Linked DNA regions of Hordeum vulgare: region 2 is linked to region 1. The links are chromatin contacts, called in public Hi-C maps. All regions are on one chromosome and are shown on one strand. The core of a region is the stretch at or near the end of the contact, and the rest is flanking DNA. Distances in the headings are between cores, read along the strand shown. Region 1 has its middle 32 kb from the start of LOC123448857. Region 2 has its middle 32 kb from the start of LOC123450595.

Region 1 (5,469 bases), core at 922-3,421:
TGTGCTTGCAGGTCCAACACGAGTCTACAAGAATAAAGTTGTGTAGTAGACATCAAACTATTTTCTGGCTCCGTTGCCGGGAAAGTGAGTGCTTGAAAGTGTATCTTGGTTAAGAAGACAAAGAGACAAAAGTGATCACCAGAATTGGGCGGCTAGGTCGCCTGAGTTGGACGGCTCATGGGTCGACTTCGGACGAGTTTAACGACTCGGACGTGGCGGGTGACGAGAGGTGCACTGTGGACGTTCAGAACGACGAGGTGAAGATGATGGGGTACCGTCACTGTCATTCGCGTTCGTTGGAGGTCGTGGGTGGTGGCTGCAAGGCAGAACGCCGGGGAAATTCTGTGCTTCTGCTCATTCTGGCGACGACGCTGGAATCATATGTTGGCAGCGGTTAGACTCGGCTCCACGAGCAACTAGGAAGAGCAGGGAGGGGAAGAGCTCCAACAGGAAAGGGATTCAGACAAGGGAAACATGCGACTTCTTGAGGTTTTATAAGGGTCAGGGGAGGGAGTAGGGACAGAGATGAGCGGCAAGGATGCGTTAAGGGTGGTCGTAAAAGCAGCACTTTTCCCTTGTTCTAGTGGCCAACTAGATCACTGATGGTGCGCGTTTCCACGCCCGTCAACTTTATCAATAGAATGACAGGAATTACATCATGAAAAAAATGAATTTACATAAAATCTAATCACACCTTTTCAAGGTAGAAATGTAGAGGCGTCGGACAAAATGTTCCTTTTTGCACGAGGTGGCAGCAGGTCGGTGCGGGGATGTCATAGTTCAAAAGAATTAAATTATTGTACAAAGGAAATATATTGAAGTACCACTGCTTTATATAATCTTGGGTAGTCTACAAAATTCACAATTAGCCAGTTTTGAATCTGGGGACAGCTACATAACATCATTCCAAAACCTTGCACTTGAGTTTATTTCCTCCAGATTGGGACAATCACAACATTTCTTCATAGCAGGTTGATGGAGAATGAGCAGTAAAGAAAGAAGCATGTCATATGGACTGCGACTCTGGATCGATCAACTATGATTAATAATCAGGGTTGTTTTAATACGAAACTTAGTAAACGGAATAAAAAGTATTAATTTTAATCGAGGCATCACAATTGGAGTTGATGGCATCAAATTATCATATAACAATTTCTCAAAGCTGTAAAATAAGAGCGTTTAGATCACTAAAATAGTGATCTAAACACTTATATTCGCTGGTTGTGAAAAGTAACCCTGATACATCATGTTAAACGGGTAATCCAACAAAAAAGACAAACTCCCTGTGTAAAGAAATATAAGAGCGTTTAGATCACTACTTTAGTGATCTAAACGCTCATACATTTGTTTAGGGAGGGAGTTTATATTTTTTACATTTTAACTTAATACATGCAGCAATGTTTTTCAAAAGTATGCTTATGATTAATACAGACTTTTGTCAAGAAATCATCTCTGCTATTTGTTTCATTTCCACATACCGTGTTCTTGAAAGGGTTCACTTCATGTCAGCAAAGATAATGAGCCTTTGAGTTCAGCGATGTTTCTTGGAAAACATAATAATGAACCAGATTGTTAACACATTGAAAAGAGAGATATATGATTTGAATGCATACACTACGGGAATACCCCTTTTTTTCATTCCATATGCACTTACATGCCGTAAATCCATTGTATAAAGGACAGCAATGGAATCCAGCCAAAATACATGTGCAAGCTTTGCAGCCCTGCAAGTTTCTTTCCTGGTTTTGTTGCAGGAATAGGCACGGTGTACCGGACCAACACAGTTTCTCGTTTAGTATTATTAAAAAGTTGTAATACATTTGGCCAGAAACAACAAAATATGGAGAGTACTCGATGCATACCTGAAAGAAGGGGCACAATGAATCTCCACGAAAGATGCTAATCTATCCACGAGCTATGGTTGAACAGGGATGCTGCAATAGAAGGAAAGAGTGGATGACCTGTGCTATTCCTGCGTGAAAGACATACATTCAGAAGAACATTCGAACAAAGCCATATTTCTGAAATCAACTATGAACCGGTTCCCTCGTGTGCGTGTCGGATCCCCTCAACCGCCCGTTCCCTCGCGTGCGTCGGGTCAGCTTCATCCCCTCCCGCTGTGGATCTATCGTCACCTTGGCTCCCCCACCTGCGTGTCGGATGGATGCAGGAGATAAATGGGCTCAGAAAGCACAGATCGCTGCGTAGTAGCTTCGTTAGTTAGACACATATATAAATGGGCCCAATAAGCCCACTCAATGACAGGGTTACAAAAGTATCCGAAATCACTACTTAGCGAATACACCTTCCAACGATTACTTTCACCATCACAAGTTGTGACAAGTGGCGCACTGCATGCGTGCCACTTGTCGCAACCAGGGGTTTTCACTTTTTTCGTAGATCCGTATTTTCAAAACGTTTTATCTCCTAAACCGTGCGTTCAAATCTCGAACCGTTTTCACTGTTGACTTTCTCGCGTCGAGATCTTCAAAACTAGATTACATGTTGATAGATTTTGACGAACTTTTTTTTCATGAAAAAAACTCGAAGAAAAAAACCGAACGAAGAAACTCGGCCTCACGCGATAGAAAATAAAACAGAAAACGCGTTTTTTTCCTTATCAAAAGGCACGGGTCGTGCCTCTCGCGAAGGCAAAACTGTGCCTTTTGCGGAAGCAAAACTGTGCCTCTCTAGAAAAATGCGTTTTTTTCCTTTCGGAGGAGGCACGGGTGTGCCTCTCGCGAAAGTAAAACCGTGCCTCTCGTAAAAAAAACACGTTTTTTCCTTTCCGAAAGGCACGGACGTGCCTTTCGCAAAGGCAAAACCGTGTCTTTCGTGAAAGCAAAACCGTGTCTCTCGCAAAAAATGAAAACGCGTTTTTTTCATTTCTGAGAGGCATGGTTGTGCCTCTCGCGAAGGCAAAACCGTGCCTTTTGCTGAAGTAAAACCGTGTCTCTCGTAAAAAACAAAAAAATCACATAAAAAACACGCGTTTTTGTGAAAAAATAAATAAAATTGTTTCGTCCAAAAGTTATGGAAGACCGATGAAAAATCATAACACTAAAAAATCAGGAAAAAACCACTCAAAAAAAGCGAAAACGCGTGCGAAAAAAATCCGAAGGGAACGCTTAGAACGCGACACGTGGCGTCGGCTAGAAATGCGCCAAGTTGCGGCGCGGAAACGATCGCTGAAAGGTTCGCGAGGGAGCGCTCCCTAACTAGTTGCTTTCAAAAATTTCCCGACGGTAGCGTCCGGAAAACCCTATTTGACATTCTTTGCCTAAAATAGTCGGGCAAACGCATAGGGCCGCGATAAACTGGGCCAGCTCATCTCCCTCTGCACGCAGTTCCGGTTTCTACTTCATTTTTTTATCCTTTTTTCTGTTTGTTTGGTTTTTTGTTTTTCTGCTTCTGTTTCTTTGTTTTCGTTTTTTCTGTGGTTATTCAGAAAATATTCTTGATTTTATAGAAATGTTCTAAATTTCAAATATTTTCTGTTTTACAAAAGCATTCCTGGCTTCAAAAAATGTTCGGCATTTTAGAAAAAAGGTCCCACATTTCTATAACATGTTATTTTTTTCAATAAATGTTAATTTTCCCTTTTTAATTATTTCCTTCACTTTGTCCTTTTTTTCCTTTTCTTATTTTTCTCTTTGACATTTTGTAATTGTTGTTTTGAATTTCAAAAAATGTTCTCGTATTCACATTTTATATTTAAATGATTGTGCTTCAAAAAATGTTCCTGCTTTCAAAATGTGTTCATCTTTTAAAAAAAGTTCGTGTTTCAAAAATTGTTCCCGTATTCAAAAATCCGCATGATTTTTTAAAATGTGTTCCTTTTTTCATAAATTGTTCACAATTTTTAAAAATGTTCATGTTTTATGAAAAATATATTTTTTTAAATTTGTTCACAAATTCAAAACTTGATCAAATTTTGTTCGCCAATTCAAAAATTATTCATGATTTTAAAATGTTTGAGAAGTTTAGAAAATACTTTTCATTTTCTGAAAAAAATGCCGTTTCAGAAAATGTACGTAAGTTTAAAAATCCAGTTTTAAAAAGTGTACATAAGTTCAAAAATCTTCATGTTTCAAAAATTGTTCACAAATTACAAAAAATGTTCTTTCTTACATAAAAAATAATATATGTTTGTAAAATTCTCCTGTTGACAAATTTGTTTATAGACTAAGAAATTGTTTATGTTTTCCAAAAATTTAGTGTATTTAAAAAATTGTTCGCGCTTCCAAATTCATTCAAGTTTTAGTAAATTGTTCTTAGTTTCAATATTTATTCACAAAATTCAAAAAATGTTCACTTTAAAAAAATTGTTCGCTCTTTCAAATTTGTTTGGGGTTTACAAAATTGTTCCCCTTTTCAAATTGTTTTTCTCAAGATTCAAGAAATGTTAGGATATTCAGAAAATTGTCCGCGCTTCCAAATTTGTTCACTATTTTTAATTGTTCTCGGTTTCAAAATTCGTTCTCAAAATGCAAATAAAGTCCGTGCTTTAAAAATTTGTTCGTGCTTACAAATTTGTACGGGGCTTTTCAAAATTGTTCTCCTTTTCAATTTAAAAAAGCGTGCTTCCAAATTTTTTCACTTTTTTAAATTGTACTCATTGTCAAAATTTCCTCTCAAAATTTCAAAAATATTTGTGGTTTAATTTTTTTTTCCGTGCTTTCAAATTTGTTCGGGGGTTTTCAAAATTGTTCTCCTTTTCTAAATTTTGTTCTCACTATTCAAAAAATATTCGTGCTTTAAAAAATTGTTCACGCTTCCAAATTTATTCTTGTTTTCTTAAATTGTTCTCGGTTTCAAAATTTGTTCATAAAATGAAAAAAAAACATTGTGCTTAAAAATTTGTTCGCTCTTTAAAATTTGTTCATGGATTTTCATAATTGTTCTCCTTTTCAAAATTTTGTTCTCAATATTTAAAAATGTGTTTGCTTTAAATAAAATTCCATGCTTCCAAATTTGTTCATGATTTTTCAAAAATGTTATTCAAATTGAAAAAATGTGTTTTCTTCAAATAAAAAAGGAAAGGAAAAAAGAATATAAAAAACAAACCAAAAAAGAAAATAAACAAAGAAGGAAAAAAGTAACAGAAAAAAAGAAACAAAATTGGGTCAGCCTAGTCGGGGCGTCCACCTGTGCGGTGCAGGGCTGCCTGCCGTAGTGAGCGGCAGGTAGGAGTACCCATAGCGTCCTATTAGGACAGCCGAGTCAGTCCCGGTAAAATGGTGCTAAAACAAAGATCTGACGGTCGGATTTAGTTCAAACACGAAATCCTACAACTAAAATCATTGAGGATGTGAGAGAGCTCGGTTTAGGTTCAGTTTTACTGTCTTAAATATGGCTCGTTAGGACATAGTACCGAAAGAGAGAGATTTACGAGGAATGCAGGAGGGGTCCGACGCTGCGAATGCACCAGTAGCGGCTGCGTGGTTGTCAGATCTCAGGAAGAAGACG
Region 2 (5,469 bases), core at 793-3,292, 520 kb after region 1:
CTACTCTGTTTATTTTCTTTCTATGGTTCGTTTTTCTTTACATTTTGCCTTTCCTTTCTTTATTTCTAGAAAAACATTTTCCTAATTTTAATAACAATTTTGAAAAATCATAAATAAATTTGGAAGCGTGAACAATTTTTTAAAACACGAACATTTTCTAAATTTTGAGAACAAATTTTGAAAAGGAGAATTTTTTTGAAAAACCCTGAAAAAACTTGAAAGCGCGAACAAAATGTTTTAGCACAAACAATTTTCGAATTTTGAGAACAAATTTTGAAACCGAGAACAATTTAAAAAAATCGTGAACAAATTTGGAAGCGTGAACAAATTTTTAAAGCATGATTTTTTTTAACAAGCCCCGAATAAATTTGAAAGCACGAACAAATTTTGAAAGCACGAACATTTTTCGAATTTTGAGAACATGTTTTTGAAACCGAGTACAATTTTAAGAAACCATGACCAAATTTGGAAGCCCATACATTTTTCAAAGTACGAACATTTTTTGAATCTTGTAACACAAATTTGAAAAGGAGAACAATCTGAAAAAACCCAAAAAAATATTAAAGCGCAAACAGATTTTTAAAGCACGAACATTTTTTGCATATTGAGAACAAATTTTGAAACCGAGAACAATTTTAAAAAGCATGAATAAATTTGGAAGCGCGAACAATTTTTTAAATACACGAACATTTCTTGAATCTTAAGATTTTTTTTGAAAAGGAGAACAATTTTGGAAAAACCCAAACAAATTTGAAAGAGGGAACCATGTTTTAAAGAGCGAATAGTTTTTTGAATTTTGACAACAAATTTTGAAACTTAGAACAATTTTTAAAAAAAGACCAAAATTTGGAAACGCGAACAAGTTTTTGAAATACACATTCTTTTAGAAAACATACACAATTTCTTCGGATATAATTTTTTTGAAAGAGGAACATTTTAAAACCATAGAGCATTTTTTTTTGTAAAAAAGAACATTTTATGAAATTATTGTACAATTTTTGGAACAGGAACATTTTTTGAACTTATGTGCACTTTTTAAAATAGGAACATTTTATGAACTTACGTACATTTTTTTGAAATGTCAAATATTTTTTAGAAAATGAAGAATAATTTTTAAATTCTCAGGCATTTTAAAATTATGAATAATTTTGGAATTGTCGAACAAAATTAGGACAGATTTTCAAAAAAGTGAAACATTTATTGTAAAATAGGAACATTTTTGATAAAAATGTGAAAATAAAAACATTTTTAAGAGTTGTGAACAATTAACGAAAAAAGGATCATTTTTTGAAAAATCGTGCTGATTTTTGAATACGAGAACTATTTTTGAAACACGAACATTTTTCAAAAGTTGAACATATTTTGGAAGCAGGAACATTTTTTGAAGCACGGATATTTAAATATAAAACTGTGAATACGAGAACATTTTTTGAAATTCAAAACTAAAATTATAAAATGTCAAATAGAAAAATAGGAAAAGGAAAAAAGGAACAAAAGTGAAGGAAAAACTAAAAATCAAACAATAAAAAAATTATAAAGAAGAACAATTTGTAAAAATGTCAGATATTTTTCTAAAATCCCGTTCATTTTTTTAAGCTATGGATGTTTTTGTAATTTGAAATTTATAACATTTTCGTAAAATGAAGAAAAAATTCTTAATTTTCAAGTACAATTTTAAAACATGAACTTAGGTTAAAAAATAACCATAGAAAAAACAGAAGCAGAAAAACGAAAAAAAGAAAGAAAAAAAGGAAAAAACGAAACAGAAAAAAGAGAAAAAAAATGTAGAAGAAACCGAAACTGCCTGCAGAAGGAGATGGGCTGGTCCATTTGGTCGCCGCCCTGTGTGTTTGGTTGACTATTCGACGTAAAGAGAGTCAAATAGGGTTTTTCGAGGGGAGCCTCTAATTAGCGTGTGACGTATTGGCGAATATTTTTGACAAATTCATGGGTGACGTCCGCACATGATAGCTGACGCCGCTAAAGAGGAATTCTCGATGGGTCTCAATCACAGTGTGTGGCGCTCCTATCTCTCGATTCACACGAGTCATACGGGACTCTCACCTGAAGGAGGGCTCATGACAGGCCGGCCCAGGGACACTGGGTGCACAACCTTGTCTTTCTTTGTCTTTTAATTACATTCTTATTTCCATTTTTTCTTTATTTTCTTACTTTAGTTTATACCTTCAATTTTTATATAAATATTAAAAAAACACTTTGCGTAAAAACACATGGAAAAAATTATTCAAGCATTTAAAAAATGTGAAATGTGTATATACGAAATGCCTCTCATGTATATGGAAAATGTATTAAAAACTATAATTTTTGACTGATTTTGTTTGAGATGCATTAAAAAAATTAATCAATCATTTGAAAATATATATGAAACAATTATATATGAAATGTTAATCAATCATTTAGAAAGTTAAATGCACATAAAAAGAATGTTGATCATGTATTCTAAAAATATTAACCTTGTACTTCCAAAATGTTAATCATGTATTTAGGAAATGTTAACAAAGCAGCTAAAAGAATGTTTAATGTCATCGAAAAAATGTTGACCCTGTATTAATAAATATGAATAAAGCATTTTAAAAATGTTAGATGTTTATAAAAAATGTTAGACTTATAATTTTAAACTTGTGTCTGAAATATGTTAAATGCATAATTGAAAATATTACACTATGAGAAGAAGCTTTGTGTCGGAGTGTACAAAAGAAAGTGAAGTAATTTTACGACATGCATGCTATAAAATTACATTCTGCATGCGATGATAATATGGCGTATCAATATAACACTAAAAGACGTTGTCATAATTTTAAAATAAGTAAGGTAATTTTACAACATGAATCCAAGTAATTTTACAACATGCATACTAGAAGGTTATATTTTGTGATTGATAATTTCTTTTGTCACTCGAATGGCGAGGGTGAGGAGTAAACTATTCTTCACCTTGGATGCATAATATACTGTCTAAATATATATTAATCATGTTTTTGAAATGGTATAAGGTTTAACTCATACTAAACATAAAACCCCCGATGAAAACTCAAAAACAAAGAACAAAAACAAAAAACAAAGAAAACAACAAAGTGAATGAAAGTTAAGGAACCAATGTAAAAACAATTGAAACCGACAAAACCAAAAAGAAACAAAGGAAACAAAAAAAAGAGACCAATTGCAAACAAGGAAAGAAATGAAGAAATAAATAAAGAAAAAAAGGCATCAAAACCTGATAAAAAAAACTCATAGGAACGAATAAAAATCTAAGAACCTGTGACGACGAAGAAAGAAACAAGGAAAACCAACGAAAGAAAAAAAGAAAGCACAAATAAAAAATAGGGAAACCTTGAATAAAATGAAAATAGATGTAAAAACAAAGGGAAACATGAGAAGAAACAAAAAATAAAGACAAAAGGAAAAAACATAGCCGAACCTGCGAAGTAATTGATTGCTCGCTAACGAATTTTGTGTGGTAGCGACCAAAAAAAACCGGCCAACGTTAGCTAGCAGTCTCGATACCTTGGTCGTCATTTTGCATGATCTCATTAATGAAAGGAGCTTTCCTGCGGAAGGAATTTGCTTGATCTGTTCTCAAACGTTAGTGCCACTCTATTTTTTTGAAAATAAACGTTGGTGCCACTCTATTCTTCTCGATGGCTCCTATTTGAAGCGTGGATTTACGCAGAGTGACCGCGCGCCCACCTCGCGTGCTGGAGTTTCTATGGGCTACCCCATTTTTGAAATTCACCCCAATCGATCTTGGGAAATTCACCCCAATCGATATTGGGAAGGCTCGAACCTTCCCTCAATCGGTTTCTGTTTTTTCTTTATTTTCCTTTTTTCCTTTTTTTCCAATTTGCAAAAATCTTTTAAGTTCCTATTTTTTCTTTTTGTTTTTGTTTTTTAATTGGCAAACATATTTCAAATTTAAGAACAATTTTTCAATCATGAACGGTTCTTGAAAACATGTTTTTTTTTTAAATTGCATGTTTTTTACTTTCACTTTTTTGCAATTTTTCTTTCCAAATTCATGACCATTGTTTTATTCATCAATTTTTTTTCATAAATGTGATTTGTTTTTCAACAATTCAAAAATGTTCATTGGATCCAAAAAAAAATTCGGATCTAAAAAATGTTCATCGGAAATTAAAATTGGTTCATCGAATTACATAAATGTTCATCAAATTCCAAATTTGTTCATAGATTTTTAGAAAATTCTTATCAAATTCAAAATTTTCGATCCATTTTTTTGGGAAAAAAGTTCTGTAATACGAATTTTGTTTATCAAATTTAAGTGGTTTCATTGAATTAATTTTTTTCACCAAATACAAAAAATGTTCATCATTTAAAAAAATATTCATTTAAATTCAAAAGATGTTCATCAGTTTGAAATTGTGAACATTTTTTGAATTCAAGAAATGCTTTTGAATTCGGTGAACTTTCTTTCGAATCTATGAGAGCATTTATAATTTCCGACCTTTTTTCAAATCTTGAACAATTTTTGAATTCACAAACATTGCACAATTTACAACTTTTTTGAAATTCTGAATTATTTTTAAAAGGAAAAAAAGTTCAATTCAAAAAAGGAAAACTAAAATAAGAAGGTGCTTCCCGCTTTTCCCGCCTCACACATGGGTCGACCTATGTGGGGCGGCGAGGGGGGAGGATTGTGCGCTCATGGATTCCCTAGTGTCGTACGCGCCAAAAAGGAGTTGCCATTCTTCTTCACGTGTGGCCAAGACCCGCCGCACGTGGTCTCTTCCAACACAGAGTCCCCATCCACCTCCTTGCCCTCTCGGCTCCCCACGGTCCTAGAAGCCATCAAGACCTTCCTCGTGCTGGATGGTGATGCCATGAGTGTGCGTAGACTGCAACGTTCTCAGAGCATCTACAATTGGACTTGGCAAATGAGACCCCTCAAATGCCCGTAGATGCAAGCCTCATATTTGATGCTATGCATTGAGTCTCTCATATTTTATTCCATAGATCCATACTGTAGGATCAGAAGTATGTCTAGAGGGGGGGGTGATTAGACTACTTGACAAGATGGTTTTTTGACTTTTTCCAATTCTACTTGAGAAACAACTACAACAGTTATAGCACGTCTAGTACACCCTACACATGCAAGTCTAATAGTGTAGCAACGGAAAGTAAAACATGCAATTGTAAAGTAGAGGAGTAAGGTAGGGAGATAAAATGTATGAGGTTGACATGGCCATTTTTGGCATGGTTCCGATAGGTGGCGCTATTGTACGTCCATGTTAGTGGAGACTTCAACCCACGGAGGGTAACGTGTGCGAGAGTCCACGGAGGGCTTCACCCACGGAGGGGCCACAATGAAGCGGCCTTGTCTATTCCACCGCGGCTTCTGTCCATAGAGGACTAGCCTTAATCACGGTAGATCTTCACGAAGTAGGCGATCTCCTTGCCCTTACAAGCATCTTGGTTCAACTCCACAACACGAAG

What was found. Hi-C and Micro-C count contacts between places; a contact is called where the count stands out from the background.
Region 2: a contact with region 1 is called in a Hi-C map of leaf, with 3 times the contacts expected there. The contact joins two enhancer-like sites. A contact is called at or near these places in 3 of 6 Hi-C or Micro-C datasets (all in leaf).

Annotation. Positions count from the first base shown.
Region 1 is chr4H:438,748,665-438,754,133 of MorexV3_pseudomolecules_assembly, forward strand. No RefSeq gene overlaps it. Among protein-coding and RNA genes, the nearest start is that of LOC123448857, 32 kb to the right of the region's middle. Within about 2 kb of position 2,172, at least 3 of the 3 cell types and tissues checked have open chromatin away from gene starts, as enhancers often do. A contact at or near this core is called in leaf, where this site is marked.
Region 2 is chr4H:439,265,694-439,271,162 of MorexV3_pseudomolecules_assembly, forward strand. No RefSeq gene overlaps it. Among protein-coding and RNA genes, the nearest start is that of LOC123450595, 32 kb to the right of the region's middle. Within about 2 kb of position 2,043, at least 3 of the 3 cell types and tissues checked have open chromatin away from gene starts, as enhancers often do. A contact at or near this core is called in leaf, where this site is marked.